Linked DNA regions of Mus musculus: region 1 is linked to region 2. The links are chromatin contacts, called in public HiChIP or PLAC-seq maps. All regions are on one chromosome and are shown on one strand. Each heading gives the region's core, a stretch centred on a gene start, on an enhancer-like site or on the middle of the called end of the contact. The rest is flanking DNA. Distances are from core to core; before and after follow the strand shown.

The links. HiChIP or PLAC-seq counts read pairs in DNA pulled down with a chosen protein or histone mark.
Region 1: a contact with region 2 is called in an HNF4G HiChIP or PLAC-seq map of pancreatic cancer cells. The contact joins two enhancer-like sites. A contact is called at or near these places in 1 of 39 promoter capture datasets (the 3T3-L1 cell line), 1 of 15 datasets of contacts at CTCF or cohesin (the NIH/3T3 cell line), 8 of 484 Hi-C or Micro-C datasets (the C10 cell line, cranial neural crest, liver and 5 more), 5 of 115 datasets of contacts at active chromatin or transcription factors (the NIH/3T3 cell line, embryonic fibroblasts, embryonic stem cells and 1 more) and 1 of 9 other capture datasets (embryonic stem cells).

What each region holds. Positions count from the first base shown.
Region 1 is chr6:50,802,428-50,809,375 of GRCm38.p6, forward strand. All of the region lies in intron 4 of C530044C16Rik (RIKEN cDNA C530044C16 gene), which reads left to right. Gm31455 (a long non-coding RNA gene) reads right to left here. Exons shown (of 5, transcript XR_869068.3): 4 at 5,285-5,400; 5 at 1,838-3,213. Among named protein-coding and RNA genes, the nearest start is that of Gm31455, 16 kb to the right of the region's middle. Within about 2 kb of position 5,249, at least 106 of the 459 cell types and tissues checked have an H3K27ac peak or open chromatin away from gene starts, as enhancers often do. A contact at or near this core is called in pancreatic cancer cells, where this site is marked.
Region 2 is chr6:50,729,273-50,735,308 of GRCm38.p6, forward strand. No RefSeq gene overlaps it. Among named protein-coding and RNA genes, the nearest start is that of C530044C16Rik, 44 kb to the right of the region's middle. Within about 2 kb of position 1,734, at least 8 of the 459 cell types and tissues checked have an H3K27ac peak or open chromatin away from gene starts, as enhancers often do. A contact at or near this core is called in pancreatic cancer cells, where this site is marked.

The DNA of each region.
Region 1 (6,948 bases), core at 3,999-6,498, 77 kb after region 2:
CTCTGATTCTTAGAGCCTACGTCTTCTGAGTTCTCCCCAGAAATGATATTTTTCTATCATTCTTCCTGGTGTGGGCTCCCACCTTATTCTCCCTTTAGACTCTTGCTTAGGACCTTCATGGAACCGATCAGGTTTTAGTTCTGTTCATGATGCAAACAGCTTATGCCTCCATCTCTGCCCTTCATAAATGAACTCTATGAAGGGTGAGATCTACCAAGAGAAAACTGTAACAATACAAGGGAGATGGAATCTAAGCTAGAGGCTATTCTTCCCTGCTTCCCTGCAGAGTGGAACCTTCGTAAGTCTCTGTCAGTGACTTCAGAACCACCCGCATTTCCCCGCCAGAACAGGGTTGGTCCAGATTTACTCTCGGTGGTTTGACCCGGAGGCTCCTGCCCACAGATCTTGCTGTCTGTACCATTTACTTGCTGTTCTTCCCCTCTTAAGAAAGCCGAGTGCAAGGCACAGATCTCAGAAAGGTTTCCGCCCCAGGGAGATCCCTGTGCAGAGGGTACCTGATGGGATGGATTCATGGCTGTTCTGAGCTTTGGAAATGGGAGTCCTAGGCTGAGTTGCCTCCCTTCAGCTGCTCGGCAGGGCGCATGTAAAATCTCTGCAAACAGTCCCCGTGTGCTTATAAAACCTCAGGTCACTGACAATTGCAGTGCTCATTTGCTGTGGCCAATTTAGCGCTAATAAGCTGAAACTGGGCTTTGGGGCTTTGTTTCCATGGCACGCACACTCCCTTTAGAAACACATTTCCCAACTAGAGATTGCAACCTAATAGAGTTTGCCCTGCTCCTCTGTGTAAACTGACTTGTAGCTCATTTTGGAATCATTTGCCCCTTAGTTGAACTGCAGCTGTCTTTTTTTGTCAGTGAGCTCCACTGCAGGGAGGTGGGCAGCTCGCACGCTGTCCACCTGTGCAGAGATGGCAATACCCCCTCGCCCCCACTTTTCCCACTATCTGGGCAGAACAGGGAGGAGCTGTCTCTACTGGGGGAACTCTGCTCCTCCAAACCCAGTTTCTGCTGTTTGTGAGCAGCAGACTTGGGCCACACGTGTGACAGGGACCATTGTGGCAGGCCATAGGCGAAGATGCCCAGGTGGACCTTAGGGTTCTCCCCTCTGAGGTCTTCTGCAAGGCTGGTCCTGTTAGGGCTCACCCAGTGCTGTACAGCTGGCGGCTACTCACCCCTGCCAGGAAGAAGCCCTCTTGGGGGCTGTTACATCCAGCTACGGGAGTTGTCATTTCCAGCAAGGACAAGACACTCTGTTTGTGACTTGATTCTTAGTGACTTAGAATTTGAAGCTCAGGGTGAAAGACCGATTAAACACAGGCTCTCACAACTTTCTTGGAACAAAATGGAAAGGGTATCTTTTTGTCACAGGCTCAATCATCCCTGCCCCCTCCGGCAGTACTTGTGGGTTCAGGAGTCTCTGTTATCTCATGGCCACCAGCCCCAAGTTCCCCTGTAAACACATTGGTTTGTCAGACTCGCCCCAAGTAAGAGATGTCTTGTATTCCACTTTGCTTGACCCCTAAGGACAGAGAAAGAAGGGGCAACACCCAAATCCAACCCAAGCAACACTTTAGCAGAAGTCTGGTGGGCACATGGCCTCCCCCTTCCCAAGGGATGGTTAGGGAATGCAGATGTCTAATTGTCCCTGACATCCCAAAAGGCTGTTAGGAACTTGCTTCTACCTTGGAAGTTCTGCCAAAAAAATTCTCTGTGGTTCTGGGCAGAGACACTTAGAGACACCTCTGGGGCCAACTTTCTTTCATTACATTCAACTGAAATTCAGGCGGTCCTAAAGGAGAGATGGAGCTGGGGGAGGAGGCAGGGGTAGGGTAGGGTGTCATGGGATACCTCAGCTCCCCTCATGAGCTCACCATCCATAGCTTTACATCATGGCTCAGGAAAGGCAGCCACAGGCAGAGCCCAGGCCAGTCACTTGGTGTAGGGTACAGGGTAGGGCATAGGGTATAAGCACCAGGTGTCATGGTGGCTATTGAAATCTGCGAGACAAAGGGAAAGAGACAGAGGCAGAGGGAAGAAATGGAGGCATGCCGGTTTCTAGAGCACTGTTTGTTCGTCTTTACTTCTGCTTTGCCCCTTGCATAAGCCTAGAGTGGAACAGTGCTGCCATGAGCATAGTTAAAATATATATAAAATACAAACCAAGCTAGACCAAAGAACTGGGTACAATCACAGGCAATGGGCCAACCCTGGCAGGTGCTGGGCCTTCCCTGCTTGAGCCCCAGCTCCGTGCCTTCCTTCTGTCCCCCCTTACTGGCAGAACCTGGGGCTTGCCAGAGCACACAACATTGATTCCTTTCCCAATACTTAATAGCATGGGTCATGTTTGTCGCTGAGCCCAAAGGCCTGGTGGCCAGATCTTGCTAGCTGGGTGTTCTGTCTCTGACCCTGTAGGGAGGTGGCTCTGGATCACTGGCCTTTCATGTGAAGTCACCTCTTCACTAGGGTGTTAGGAAATAAGAAGGGTCTATCATGCTAATCTCCAGGTTATCTTGACAGTTTGTGTGGTCTCCTTTAAAGAAGAACAAAAACATGCCCCACCCCAACAGAAAACAAGTCTAGTTGAACACGGAGTTGGGAGGACGATGTGTTATCGATTCCTTCGGGGGATGGTAGGAAGGTCAAGCAGGCAGATTATCTCCACACTGACATTTCATTTTTTGCTCCAAGTTTTACTACATCCTGTCCCATTAGTCCCCCTCCCTCAATGATAGCAGTAGTCCAATCCTCAGAAGAATCCTGTGAAAATGGACAGCACTTTTCTCTATGCTGCACTGGAGTATCATAGAGAAAATGAGCCTGTGCTCTGATATCATCCCAGGAGAGCAGAGGGTGACCTTGGAGAGGTCAGGGATTCCCACTGATTCAGTTCCTAGAGACAAGAAGCTGCTTGATGAGAGAGAGAGAGAGAGAGAGAGAGAGAGAGAGAGAGAGCCTTCCTTAGAGCCTCACGGTTGGAGATGAGCCTCTTTAGGACTATCTCTCAGAAAGAGGTGGCCTTTGGTGAACTGATGCCAGTCCTAGGATGAAGAGCTGCTGCGTGGTGGGTAGATACTCTGAGGGACCAGAGGCTGTTTGTGAGAGCAAGGGTCCAAACATTTGAAGAGCTGCTGTTTAATAGAAGGTCCAGGTTTCTCTGGGTAATCCTTGCCAGGTGAATGCAGAGAGGATCCTAATGTTGGAAGAGAAGGAAAGGAAGATGGAAGATCTTTCCAGCAAGCATTAGAGTGTGAAGGTTCTCAGGGATTAACACTGACTCTGCAAGGAAGAGTCAAATATTCATCTGCAATCCATAACTCTTTTTTCTCAAGTTCAAATCTAAAACTTACAACAAGTTTAAACCAACACCCGTCTAACCGCTAATCTAGGTAATAGCTTCCCTCCTCAAGCAGCTTTGCTGGGACACAGTGGTGACAATCCATCACTTTGCCTCACGTCTGCCCACATTCCTTACCTGCAATGCTGCTGGTCCTTTGGAATGTAGTATTTAGTTATGCTTTTAAAATCATGGCTGTCCCCCATGACTTTTGCTTGTTCAGGCTTTCTGAACCGCTTTATACACATTTACTCTAGAACTGTGTGACCCTGTGGCCACATTGTAGGTTCTACTGATGGTTCTGTTTATTCAGTAGAGCTCTGCTTGGACAGTCCATCTCCCAACTACTCTCAGCCCACCCTCCCTATACAGACTGGGCTGTCCATGGGAATAGAGGGTGGTTCCAGGCCCTGACTCTCATTGGAAAGTTATAAATCTGAATCACAAAGTGCATCTGTAACATTTCTGTGTCTCTATTCGCATGGTCTAAGTCCATTGGTAGTACTTGCTTGATATACTGCAACCGCTCCACAAACATGTCGAGGAGGCTGCACCCAGAACTTTCTACAAGTCTTTTATTTTCCCCCAGACTTTTCTCAGTAAGCCACCCTTCCCAGGTCTGTGGGGTGCAGGCCTGGGTCTCTCCTGTTTTGCTCTGAACCTCACTTCCAAGTAGCTGCACTGCTGCTTGGCCTGTCTTCTGCACTGAACCCCCTCCCTTCTCCAGCTCAGGGTGTTTGGCTGTGCCTCAGAACCCTTCATGGGCCATACAGAGGGGTAACAGGAGTGATAACATTACCATCAAATTCCTTGCACCTTTAAAGGGGACAACAGTCCTCAGCCTAGGTATGCGCACGAGGGGCAGTGGGGGGGGGGGGGGGGAGAGAGAGAGAGAGAGAGAGAGAGAGAGAGAGAGAGAGAGAGAGAGACTCAGAGCTCAGTTTGTCTTTCACCGCCCTCTGCTGGTTGAGGTGGGGACTTTTAAAAAATCAAAGAACTGAGCTGAGAACTATGCAGTGGACTCTGATATCTGCAGGAACTTGGTAAGACAAGGGTGGGATAGGATGGGGGTGGGGTAGGGGTGTGGCCAAAAGTTTATATTTTATGGAGGAACAAAGTGATGTTAAGAAACCTTAAAGCCACTGTGTCTGAAATAGAAGCAGTGTTGCACAACCGGTTCAGTCCGATCCGCAGCCCAGGCGCCACCTGGTGCTGAACTTTTTCTGTCCATGCCCAGGTACCTCTTTACCACCCAGAGACAGAGGGAGTGGGAAGCAAGAATGCACAAATCCTTTAAACATGGGGCTACGTGGGGACAAAAGAGCCACAAGAGATTGAGGTCTGGCTTCTATCTTATAGCTACAATAGTCTTTTAGTGCCACCCAGGCGTGTGACAGGCCCCCTCTTTCTAATCTGTGAAGGGCTGTTCTCTGCTAATTTAGAATGGGGAGTGCAGGCTTTGTTTCCAATTTGTGTCCCGACACACCATCTTGATAGTGAGATGGGTGCTGACATATATTTTTATTGCAGAGATGAGGACCAGAGATGTGAGACTCTCGTGGCTACACAGGGCATAGAGATACTCACATCTTATTCCCACCATTCATGGGTGTGACTGTCAGGGAATCACTGGCAAAATGAACCCTTGCCAGTGGTGGCCAGTAAGGAAGCGGATGGGAGGCAAACTCTTAAGAAAGATGGGATCCGTGTCTCCCAGAGAGGTGGGATTTAAATAAACAAAGCAAGACAGAACCCAGGGGCAACGGGGGCCCCGAGAGAGCAGTGCAAATACAGATGTCCAGGGCCGGTGTACCGAACAGAGCAGAGGAGGGAGGTGGGGGCCAGGGCAGGACAGCTCTGCTCAGCAGTAGCTCTGGGGGTGAGCAGTTGTGAGCCTAGCCTGTGGGGAGCTGGGAGGGAAGATTACTTCTCTAAAGGTTGGCAGATCCTCTCGTTCCCATGACGTAAAGGAAATCGTGGAAACTTTCTGTCTGGGACAGGATCCAGGCACTCGAAGTCCTTGCCAACACTGTGATTTCTCATCTGTATGTTTGAAAGGAAGTTAAATAAATACGAGTTTTAATAATCTCTCTCATCGCTGACCACTGCCGTGAGCGCGACGCTGTGCTAAGCACCTCCGGGGCATCATCTCCTTTACCCTCCAGTACCTACAGGTCAGGCATGATTATTATCCTCATCTATGGCAAGGGGATTCTAATGTCTGGTGACACACAGGTGTACTAGCTAGTTACGAGTCTAAGTTTTAAGTGTAAACTAAGAATTTTGTTTCTCTTCATCCCATACCCCTGCTGTAAATGGCAATCTTCAGAGAACCCGCCCCCCGGCCCCCCGGTGTGAAGTGGATCTGATTTTTCCTACTGTGAGGCAACAAGAGGAGCCTTCAGAATTCCTTTGAGTGTTCTTAGGACACTTAGGTAGGTCTAACAAGTCTCTTCCCCAAAAGATACATGTGTTGGTGAAAACAGCTCAGTTTTTGAAGAAAAGGGAACCTACCTGCAGTTCTCAAAATGACCAGACGGTGGCAGTACACCATCAGTGATGCCATAACTTTTTTTGAGGTTTAAAGTTTGAGAAAACTGAATGCTGAATAGGTTTTTATGGGGACACAGAATTTTCGGTGCTAGAGCTCATTAAGCAATGCAGATAAAAATGGATAGCCTACAAAAATTTAATTTCTGTTTTCAACAGTATTTAGTTCATTGTTCAAAGTTGGTGATGCTATAGCTATCTATCCATCTTTAGGGTGAGCGTTGCCTTAAAGCTGATGGAGCACCGCCTAGAAAACAAAACAAAACCCTCAGTGCAGGGCTTAGGAAAGAATGTCCTACAAGGAGAGGGATGCTAACCTTGGTTTAAATATAAATTAAACCCTCATCATCTTTTACAGTTAAGTGAAACTTCTCGAGACAGCGGTGAAAGGTCTCCCTTCAGATATCCAACCAGACTTCACCTGAGGGGTTTTTCTCTCTGGCTTTAACTTTGTATGCCCCCCCCACCCCCCAAGCCTTTGAAGTGGTTATTTTAATATTTGTTGTGCTAGTGAAAGGGCCTGGTTTTAGTCTCTGTTCGCATTGCATTTCCAGGCCAAACATTTGATGTTTTTGCATCGCTCCCTTCCGGGGACCACGACTCCACTTTGTTTTATGACCAGAGCTGAAGCCAGCACCCATGACCCCGGAGAAGGGGACTGAGTTATTTATCCCCTCGGACGTTTCATTAAAGCACGGTTCATCTCCGCAAACAGTGTTTCCTAAACATGCTCTCTGATTACACAGAATGTTTTGCCTGTCCAGCTAAGCCATATTTTTTTAAGGGACATTTTTAAACACGCATGTTCAGGAACTCGAGCACCCGGTGGGGCGGGGGCAGCCCGGTGTGCAGCATTTAGAAGTGGAGTTGCTTCCTAATAAATACACAGCGGGGTCCTACAGGCGTGGGAGGTCCGTTCATATTTGTGGGAGTTAAGAGCATGGATTCCAAGGGAATTCAGAGTACAGACACTTAAAATAACACCAGTAAAGCTACATTAACCGCAGTGCCCTCAACACGTTGCCTTGAATGTGGTGCAAT
Region 2 (6,036 bases), core at 484-2,983:
GTGTTTGGACTGAAGAGACTACTGATTTTGTTTTGAAAAATGATGGTAGTGGCTCTTGTTACAATGTTAGTAATAGCAGCTCTCGTTGCTTGCAGGATATGAGCACCTTCATTGTGATTGGTGCAGACAATGATTTCTTTTGCTTGTACTGGGATGCCAAGGACTCCCCCTGTAGCCAAGGACTCTCCCTGAGTCTCAGACTGCAGTCTGAAGGTGGCTGTTAATCAGCTCTGAGTGTCACATTCCAGTGTTTCCTGACTGACATCTTTTCTCTGTGCATGCTTCAGTGTGGTATGACCATAGACTGTTTACCTGCCTTTACTCCTAGCGGTAAGCACCAGCTTCTTTTCCAGATATTGGTGTTCTATTCTGCATATCCTTGCAGAATAGATGAATGACAATCCATTTTCAGTGGCAATGAAGCTACAAAATAAATGTCTGCATTGCTGTAGCTTCTTCTCTGGGTGTCTGTGAGCCACTTGTGACCTCAGTGTGAGTGGACTCTGCTCCCAGAGGTGGCTCTTGTGGATTTGGTGTGAGTGATGTTTTCAGAGGTGGTTCTTGGCTTTGACTTGGTTGAACACCATTGCTCTCTTTTCTTCCTCATGGTCCACCGGTATGTTTGTTTGTTTGTTTGTTTTTGTTTTGTTTTGTTTTTTGTTTTATATAGACTCTTTCTGCTTTCTACCCCTGATAGCACAATTATGCATGATAGTGCCCTTTAAATTCATACATTGACATCTGAACACCTACTTCTTCAAATGTAACTTGACTTTGAGATGAGGTTGTTGCAGACACAGTTGAGATCATAATGGAGTATGGGAGGTTTCCTGGTGTCTTATGAAAAGGGGGTGGTAGATATTGAGGCAGACTGGGAAGTAGATAGCTAGGTCAAAATTGCAGTTATGCTGCCACAGATGAGGAGGTGCTCAAGTTAGAAGAGTGGCCTGGAAAAGAGTCTTTCCTGGGATCTTTAGAGGAAATATGGCCCTCTGAGCCCTTGGGTTTGGGCTGAAAGATGATAAGCTGTGGTGTTCTGTTGTGGTGGTGTGCTAAGATAGTCTCATAATTCTTCTTCCTCTTAACACTTATGCACATTCACATACATGCACACACCCTCACACATGCACATACTCACACACATGCACACACATGCACACACACTAACTCAATCTCTCTCTCTCTCTCTCTCTCTCTCTCTCTCTCTCTCACACACACACACACACACGCACACACACACACACACACACACCTTTAGCTTTCCAGTGTTCCTTTATAGGAAGACATTCATTCATAACAACTTAGGTCAATGTCAGATGTCTAGGCTATAAGTGGTCTACCCCAAGTGTGGGGTCCTGTATTACGCTTAGTCCACAACTTACGCTATAAACCCAGTGATCTCTCCCAAAGGGCAGCTGCTTCCACCCTGGGCAGTCTGAACTCTGCGGAAGTCAGGGTCCTACCAAGCAGCCTTGTATTTCTCTTTCTCAAACACATTTGTGTGTTAGCATGGCCTTCAGTATCCCTACAATGTAGATGTTTCTGGTCTGTGACAGGTCAGGGAGCAGACAGAGGGGAGTTTAAGATGGCGTTGGCATATGGGATAAAGACAGTCAGTCCCCACGTGTTCAGAAGGCTGCTAACTCTGCTGACATCCTGCCCTGTCTACATTGCTGGCATTAAGCTCCAGCCTACTCAGAAAGTGATTGGCAGCAGGTACTGCGTTTTATAGCTTCCTTTCCTTTTGCCCTAAAGCATTTCCTCAAAATACATCTTCAGAGGCTGGAAAGGAACCTCAAACCATTTATGACTGTTTGCACGTTATCCAAACCCAAGAGACTCTGCAGGCCCCTCTGGATGATCTGGGGGAAGGATCTCTGCTCAGAGGGCACGCGTTTTGTGCACAACAGCTCGTTGAAGGACTGCTGCCCAGAAACGACATTTGTCCCCGAGAGTAAACTCTAAATTACATCACAAATTAACATTTTAAAATTAAAGCTGGCATTTCTGACCTGCCTCCTGGCAGCCATGATCAGGCTGAAAAGTGACATCATTTACGACACTAGCAGTTAAGAAGCCCAGTGTCTGAGGTCGTAAAACACTTTCCAGGCCTGATTTAATATCGATTTTGCTGTCAGGCTAACTTTACTTTAATATTTAAACAAATGTTTAATGTTTAAACAGTCCGATTTTCCTCTTTTCATTTTTCTGTGGCTTTAACCCACTGTTATCTATGTTGTAACAATCTCCCCTTGGGCCAACTTCCGTACTCTCCTGACCTATCTGAAGCAATATTCTCTGAGTTATTATCTCAATGTATATCCTGTAGCTAAGCCTTTCTCTTTCTTTGAGGGGAGATGAGCATTATGCTATGTGCTGTAATTCCCACTGTACAGATGTTATGATATTAAGCTGTTACAGTGTGAATCTGCTGTTAGATCCAGGGCACTAGGGACTGTTATAGTGTTGGTCTGTTGTTAGATCCAGGGGACCAAAGCTGTTACAGGGTGGGTCTACTGTTAGATCAAAGGAACCAGAGGCTGTCGTACAAGCAACTGTTTTCTCACGCGAAGACTTAAACTGATCAGTGCACATAGCCAGTAACTTTGGGGAAGTGAAGAACTGGGAAGGCATATTCACAACCATCTGTACTTTTGAACTAAAGCAACCTATTTATTTATAAATAAATTTATATATTTGTCTTTCTTCCCTTTCTTCCCCTTCTCTCTCTCTCTCTCTCTCTCTCCCTTCCCTCCCCTCCTTTCTTTCTTTTCTTGTTGCTTGCCTGCCTGCTTGCTTGCTTGCTTCCTTCCTTCCTTCCTTCCTTCCTTCCTTCCTTCTCTCTCCCCTCCCTCCCTCCCTCTCTCCCTCCCTCCCTCCCTCCCCTCCTTTCTTTCTTTTCTTGTTGCTTGCCTGCCTGCCTGCTTGCTTCCTTCCTTCCTTCCTTCCTTCCTTCCTTCCTTCCTTCCTTCCTTCCTTCCTCCCTCCCTCCCTTCCTTACTTTCTTTCTTTCCTTGTTGCTTGCTTGCTTGCTTGTTTGCTTCCTTCCTTCCTTGTAGCCGCCCATGGCCACACGAAACCAGTTCCTGAGTGGAAGGCTGGAGCTGTAAGGGAGGAAACTGCAAGAGAAGAACCGAGACCAAGACAGATTCTGATCAAGGCCCAATGTTTACTAAGAGTCTGTGCTTATAAAGGGGGAAAGCCCATTCCCTGCTGACCACCTCTCAGGAATTTCTCAGGAAGGCAGGTCCAGCCTCTCAGCAGGTAGCAGTGACTTGGAGAAGAACAGTGCAGGTGACAGAACAACAGAACCATCTAGGTCAGAAGGCTCCACCCTAGGTGGTCTCATCCACAGTGGCAGCATAGGTCTGATTCAGCTTGCTCAAGGCTGGGGGAGGCTACCCTTCCTCCCTCCCTCCCTCCCTCCCTCCCTCCCTTCCTTCCTTCCTTCCTTCCTTCCTTTTTCCTTTCCTTATATACAGACCCTCGTGTAGCCAAAGATGGCCTTCAACTCTTTAAATTCTTTTTTGGTCTTTATTTATTCATTGAGGATTCCATACCATATCCATATATATATATATATATATATATATATATATATATATATATTTTTTTTTTTTTTAAAATCACATTCTTCCCCTCTCCTGGTTCCCTCACATCCTCTCCTACCTCCCTGCACACTCAACTCCATGTTCTTTCTCTCTTAACAAAAATTCAAAACAAAACAAAGCACAGAAAACAAGCCGACACCCATGGAGTATGATCTGTGTTGACCACGCCCCCTTCTACGAGTGGAGCTCGCTCTGGAGTGTGGTACTGAAGTCTTTGTCCTCCTCGTTCTACCTCTCAACCTCCAGACTGCAGGTCTGTTCTAACCCGCCTGGGATTCTCTTGCTTGTACATCGAAGGGGGCTGTGCTTAAACAGAGGAAGGTGCCTTTGTCAGAGATTGATTTATATAATTAGGATGGAAGCAGCTCATATTTGGAGACAAAATGATGGCGCTAACAGGAATCAAATGTGCGAATGTCCAAAGGAACATCAAATTTAAAACGTGTTTGAAGCCACTTCCCAGGCGCTCTTTGTAGCACCCAATCCACATGAGTAAATCACGTGCTTCCCACAGCCCTCTCACAGGGCGTGGAACCCTCAGCAAGCAGGGGGCAGTGCTTTGTTTGACTAGGAAACCCCTCCCCATCTTAGGCATCCTACCATTACTTTTGGAGGTTTGTGGATTTCCTCATCCTCCGTTAGTGGTGATGGAAGGACAGACTTCTTGTGCTCTGTACACCATGGGGGTACAGCATCACCTGCCAGTCTATCCTCATTTCCAGCTGATTGGTCTTCCACGGTATTATTTATACACACACACACACACACAAACACACCTACTGCAGTGGGTCCTCATTTCTATCTGATTGGTTTTCCAAAATAATAATCTGAATTGCCACGTAAAAGTAATACCTGGACAGAAAGTGAGCTTGGAATTCTGTGGCTCAAATGGTTTTTCTGCTGTCGATATTCCCAGTTTGCTTCTCCTGCTATTCTCATTCAGGGGCACTGGAAACGCCTAAGCAAATCCTGGGCTTTTGAGTGACTCCCAAAATTGCAGTCATTTTCCTTTCTGAGTGTTCTATACAGAACCCCCAAGTCCCAAACTATGAAAGCAAGGGATGCTCTGTTAATAAAAGCAGACGATTGCTTTATGAAGCTAGGTTTGCGCTATAGTTCAAGGGTTTTGTTTGTTTGTTTGTTTGTTTGTTTTTTAATGCTACCCTCTAGGGATCCTTTGTGTCCCGCTTTTGATGTTGGGGAGTTATTTCTACATGTTTGTGGAAGCAAAAGTAACATGTTTAGCCTAGTATGACAGTCTTCTTAAAATAATTTTTCATTTCATAAGACAATGATCAAGTAATAACCTTGCCCCTTTAGTCACAGCCTGTGGCTACAAGAAGGGGGGGAGAGGAGGAACGGGGGGGGTGGGGAAGAGGAGAGGGATTGGGTAGAAAAGATTATTCTAACTAGACAAACAGCAGCATACTTTTTTCTGTCACTCTCAGAACGTCATTTCGCAAAGAGGAGTTCTAAACTACCCAGAGTACCATCTTGTGAGAGTGGGTGGGAAGTCTTAGTAAACTGCAGACCCTTAATCCTTCCCTTCCTACAACCGAGAGATGAAAATCCCAGGGTGCGAGATCTTCAGTTCTTAAATGCCAGGAGCTTAAGATCCACTGCAGTAGGGGTGTGAGTGTGTGTGTGTGTGTGTGTGTGTGTGTGTGTGTGTGTGCAAATGTGCTTGCCTCTGTAGTATACCCATGTCTGCATGTGTGAACCACAGATATCAATGTCAGATCCCTTTGGTGGGGGGACCCAGAAGGTTAAAGACAGGGTTCTCTGTGTAGACTTGGCTGTCCTGGAACTCTCTCTGAGAGTAGTAGACCAGGCTGGCCTTGAACTCAGATCCACCTGCTTCTGCTTCCCAAGTGCTGGGATTAAAGGTTTGCGCTACCACTGTAGGACAAATGTCTTTCATTACTCTTTTACTGTCCACCTCATTTTTAGGTCAAGGTCTTTCACTGTACCTGGAGCTGCTTGATTTGGCTAGACTATCAAACTGAGGAGCCCTTAGATCTCTGTTACACCTCCAACCAGCACTGTGATCACAGGTGCATGCCACCAAGCCTGGCTTGGGTTCAGGATCCAAGATCAGGTCCTCGTTCTTGCACAACAAGAACTTTACCCTCTGAACTATCTCTCTACCTTATCCCAGCCACCCAAGGTATGACAAGCAGTGACTTCTGATGATAGGTGACCACCACAAAGAAACAGAGACAAGGCCTCTTTTGACTGATGCTGTCATCGTACCTCAGAGATATCAGTGGCAAATGGACCAACAGTGAGCTGTGTTTTCCAAATGGGATTTCAGACCAATGAGGTTCTCTACCTGTGTGGATTCTATCTCTTTGCCACACCCTAGATCATGGCATTGTTTGTATCTTTGCCTGACCCTCCTCTAGCTTAAGTCCTTTACCCCATC